Linked DNA regions of Zea mays: region 1 is linked to region 2. Evidence: chromatin contacts called from public Hi-C data. All regions are on one chromosome and are shown on one strand. The core of a region is the stretch at or near the end of the contact, and the rest is flanking DNA. Distances in the headings are between cores, read along the strand shown.

Region 1 (2,716 bases), core at 212-2,711, 280 kb after region 2:
TCTCTCCTCCGGATCCGCGCGCATGCATGCAATGCAGTAGCTTTCCTTCACTGCCACTCCTTTCATGCCCCGCCCGGCTCTCAAGACACGTAGGAGAGTGTACTACTTGGTAGCCCTATGGATTGTTTCTCTATGCACTGAATGCAAGGAGTGGAGGACGACGACTGTCCATTTACAATTCGTTGCATGCATGCCCATATGGCCCTGCCATGCCAGCCTTGATTTCATGAAGCACGTACCAATCCCACGCACAGTATGTATGTATGCTTCCCGTCAAAGCTAGCTAGCTTAGCTACCAGGTCGGCCCGGCCAGGTTGAACCAATCAAAACGAGGTAGGTCGGAATAGCTCATGCATATATACTATCTTTATTCTAAAATATAGTTCTTTTTTAGCACACTTTTTTTCCGTCGATATTCATTCAAATGATAACAATGGCGAAGCTAAAATAGGTTGAGCATGTATAGTAATATATTATAGATGGTATATATATGGTGAAAATCTAATCTTTTTCACTACTTTCGTAAAATTTCGTGGGTATATGTACATCCACGGTTTGTAACCTAGCTTCACCCTACATGATAATGAATACATACATATATACATGGAAACTGTTACTTAATGAATACGTGTTTGATTAGTGTGTATTAACATATTGATGTTTAATTAAATTTGCGCCACCAATTGAAACACATATAAAACTGCTCAAACAAACCAATATAAATTTCTGCATTTAAAGCGAGAGAGCCCTGATCGATGGCGACGACCTGTGTGCGTGGTTTCGATAACGTAAACACACGGGAACATCCGTCAAAGAGGCGCATGTATGGGAAGAATGTTAGCATATGCATGCATACACGGCTTCTCGCTGCCAAACTAGCATTGTATATATATACAGTACACGTACGCGTGCATGTACTCTATATATATGTATTTTTTTTCCATTGGCAGTAGTAGAATGCGTGCACACGGGCTAGGCTACGTACCTTTGCAAGCAAGCCAAGTAGAGTAGTAGTTACACAACGCAACACGAGGCAGAGTCCCCCGGGCCCTCAAAACTAATCTCTCTCTCTCTCTCTCTCTCTCTCTCTCTCTCTCTCTCTCGTGTGCGCAACTTCCGTGCGCATATGCACCAGCTGCTGCTAGCCCCAGCCCCCAGTACCAGAGTAGTAGCTTCGCCTTGGCAATTGCAGCTAATAGTTTCCAGCTGCGCATACGTACTACGTGTCTGGCGTTCACCAGCCAGCAGAGCACGCATGCATGCATGCGTGTCTACCAAGCTACGGCCTATAGCCGCCGCCGCGCCGTGCATGCGAGCTGAGTCGTCTCGTCGTCCGCTGCGGGGAGGCTGCGGCCTGCGGGTCTGTGGCGACTCAGTCGTCGTTCCGCCGCGGGTTCCACCACCACACCAGCCTTCTCGCTCGACGCATCGACCACGCACTCCTCGCGTGCGACGCCGCCGTGCAGTGTGCATGCGTGCATACGCTGTTTCCTTGACAACGTACAAGGCACACCACTACATGATAGTACATAAATATGGTCATGCCAAAAGCAATGAACGCGCGCGAGCTGCAGCCTGCAGGCCGCATGCAGCTTCGTAGTACGTCGACACAGTCTTGGCTTGGACTTCTTGCATCGCTTGGTTCTAGTTTAAGGATATATACATTATTTCTTTTCTGACTCTCCCACGCTAATCATGCTTGCGTTTAATTATCCGTATTCAAATATAAAGACCAAATATAAAGACGTTACGGTCATATATATATCTAGCTACTCTAGACATAAAATACGTTGATTTTAGCTGAATGTCTATTTGGTCCGTTTCAAAATAAGTTATTTTAAAGTTATTTGCTGCATGTACGCCAGAAATGTCAGTATCCAACCAACCAGTCTCACGTAAGCCTCGACGAAAAAAATGCTTGGTACAAATTGTATATATATATGCGGGCATGCGGCCAGCGAACCAATCAGACGGATATTTTTCACCTGGACGAAAAAAATGCTTGGTACAAATTGTAAGGTTGATTTGATTATACATTTGCATATACGGTTTGCGTAAGTAAACACGCAACGATTAGAAAACGAGCTAACTGTGCAGTCCCTGCTGTCAATTTTGCCGCGCCGCACTCATCTGCAGTGCAGATCGATTGAGCCGTGCTATTTGAAGCTATTTCCGTTAGTTTTTTTTCTTTCTCAAACTAATTGACGACTCTGTTTTTTTTTCTGGAAGATCATGTAATCCTCACGTCATTTTCGTCAACCTGGCATGTGTTTGCAGGGTTGTTTGACTAGCTTAAAGGGCAACGTATCCTCTATTCGCTTTAGATTAAAGCCGACTGTTTGGACTGCTGAAACTGTAATTCATATATAAAGACAAAAACAATGTAGAAGGATTAGAAACCGGTACTTAAAACCAAGCGAATTAGTTGATCATGTACAAACCAAGTTTCCGTGTAAACTCTTTGCAAACCTACAAACAAAAGTGACAAAAAAAAACTCTCAAAAAAATTATAGGTGTACTTCATTCCCTATTCTACCATTGTATAAATTTTGAAGTTTAAATTCATCATATGTTAAGAAATAAAAAATTGAAAATTATCTCAGAATTTTCTTTTTTTGTATCTTTTAATATATAATGAATTTGAAATTGAAATTTTATACAACGGTAGAGTGGGCAAAGAAGTACATCCATAATTGTTTTGAGAATTTTTTTTTAC
Region 2 (2,700 bases), core at 23-2,522:
CCATCTGAGGTTGGCCTTGGTCGAGACTAAACATCGTCTCTCGTTTGAGGTTGACCTCAGGCGAGACGGAACAACGTTTCTGTGCTCGTAAGGACTCGGGGATATCTATCTCCCACAGTCATGGACCGTTCAGCATGCCTGGTCTATCAGGACATGTATACCCGTACACCATGTTTGTTGGCTCTAAACCCACATTCACACTCACCTAAACAACAGAACACACATATCTTTATATTCTATACTTAAGCATAAAATAAAAACCACAACAATATATGAGCACTTTGATAATCTACTCTATATAGGCTAAAGAACATAAGCCCTATTTTGGCCCATTTCAGTCTCTCTTAGGTTGTATGCCCACATAGGCAACACGCTACCGCTACCTGGCCACAGTCGGTCGTTGGGCTGTGCATCAATCGCCTGCTGGGGTTGCTAGGCTAAGCTAGCCAAGTTGCATTTTTTTCTTTTTCCACTTTTTTTTATTTTTTTCTCTTTTTAGATATTGCATGCCAACACACGCAATTGTTTCACATATATCTTTACTATATTTAAGTGGAAGTTTCTCACCTCCTACGGCGATGTGCTGGAGTTCGAACCATTGCCCTCCCCCTCACGCGCCCAGGTTCTAACCACCGGAGCTTCTAACCATTTGTGTTCAATAAAAAATAGATATTAGAAATTTTTTAATATAGAAACTGTAGTAACACACAAACAACCAATTAGTAAGCATGTATACACAACATCCAATATCAAAATCTTATATAAACACACATACATAACATCTATATTATGTAAATCACTTTGCAAAGCCAACATCAATATAAACCAATTTTTAATCACACACGATTTTACAATTGCCCTCCATCAGTTGTTTTTTCATTATTAGCAAGGCTAGCTTATTTTCATAGAACTAATTGACGTATGACCCGGTAGCCGGTAATACGCGGAGTCAACTAAAGTGTGTTTGGTGGACTAGGTACACTCCTTTAAATAGCACTGGAATCTAGAGCGTTTCTTTCAAGTCAATTATAAAACTGAAATAGCATTGAAATCACACAGTATGAATAGATTATTAGGTGATATTTTATAATCAAATATTGTGGTAATCATGGAGAATCAATTATTGTTAATGATTTGAACTGATAGGTAGCGTCAATTTGATGCAGGACTAATTTAAAAAATCAAGATATGGTGAATTTGTATTGCGAACAAAATGTAATATAATAATATATAATGGTAGGGCAGATTGTGCACAGATTCCTGATCTCACATGTCCCTCTCGCTATGGATGTTCACTTGTTCTGTTCTATAGACTTTTCTGAGTTTTCTCGTTGAGCAAAGTAGAAATGTACAAGTTTCTCTACTCCGAACGCATTTCATGGCAAAAAATCACAAATCAAAAGCATACTATCAGCATAGAGGCATGGTTCCTGGGGTTCTTGATTCGAAATCTCCATCTCATCGCCATGCACACTTCCTTCTGTGCAGCATCTTCATATTAATCTCCTCCAACACAGCAACGCTATCATCAGCGCAGGCCAGCAATAGGTCAGAGGATGACCGGCAAGCCCTCCTTTGCTTCAAGTCTGGTCTCTCCGGGAACTCTGCTGGTGTCCTAGGATCATGGAGCAACGACTCACTGAACTTCTGCAAATGGGAAGGGGTCACCTGCAGCACGGCCATCCCAATCCGCGTGGCATCCTTGAAGCTAAGGTCAGTGCAACTCAGAGGAAAACTATCAAGTTGCGTAGCAAATCTTACTTCCCTAGTGCAGATGGATCTCTCAAACAATTCGATTTCTGGGGAGATACCTGATGAAATAGGTTCACTACCCCTACTTCAGACTCTAATCCTCTCGAAGAACCTCCTATCAGGAACTATACCACCTGAGATAGGAAAACTTGTGAGTCTCACAAAACTTGCCATGGACCAAAACATGCTTTCAGGAATCATTCCCTGGACTATTGGGAATTTATCAAATTTGGTTGTCCTGGCACTGTCCACAAACAGCTTGTCAGGTGAAATCCCAGCCAGAATTGGCTATCTCCCTCAACTGATCCAGCTTTACCTGGATGACAATACGTTATCTGGACGCATACCAGCACAACTAGTGCAGTGCACAAGGTTGGCTATGTTAAATTTATCAGTCAATAGCCTTAATGGATCCATACCAAGTGAAATCCTCAGTATTTCTTCGCTTTCTTTGGGGTTGGACTTATCAAACAACAATCTTATAGGAACAATACCATCACAGATTGGAAAACTGATCAATCTTGGCTTACTGAATGTTTCCAGCAACAAGTTATCTGGTGAAATACCATCTGAACTTGGGCAGTGTGTTTTATTGTTATCCCTTCAGATGGAAGGCAACATGCTCGATGGGGTTATTCCACAGTCTCTCAATACACTGAAGGGCATACAACACATGGATCTCTCTGAAAACATCTTATCTGGTCAAATTCCAGATTTCTTCGAGAACTTCAGTACCTTAGATTATCTTAATCTATCATACAACAGACTAGAAGGACCAATTCCAACCAGTGGTATCTTCACAAATTCTAATGCAGTCATGTTAGAAGGTAACAAGGCGTTATGTCAACAAATTGACATATTTGCATTGCCGATCTGCCACATCACATCTGCAAGAGAAAGAAAAATTAATGAACGCCTACTGCTGATAACAGTTCCACCAGTTATTAT

The links. A called contact is a pair of places that touch in the nucleus more often than the background predicts.
Region 1: a Hi-C map of leaf shows a contact between it and region 2, with 4 times the contacts expected there. The contact joins the enhancer-like site here to the promoter of LOC103646585 in region 2.

What each region holds. Positions count from the first base shown.
Region 1 is chr2:74,496,365-74,499,080 of Zm-B73-REFERENCE-NAM-5.0, forward strand. No RefSeq gene overlaps it. Among protein-coding and RNA genes, the nearest start is that of LOC103646587, 24 kb to the left of the region's middle. Within about 2 kb of position 1,462, at least 14 of the 20 cell types and tissues checked have an H3K27ac peak or open chromatin away from gene starts, as enhancers often do. A contact at or near this core is called in leaf, where this site is marked.
Region 2 is chr2:74,217,366-74,220,065 of Zm-B73-REFERENCE-NAM-5.0, forward strand. It overlaps LOC103646585 (receptor kinase-like protein Xa21), which reads left to right and starts at 1,273. Exons shown (of 2, transcript XM_008671287.3): 1 at 1,273-2,700. The coding sequence starts at 1,379. It overlaps LOC103646584 (a long non-coding RNA gene), which reads right to left. Exons shown (of 3, transcript XR_562284.4): 3 at 1,190-2,639.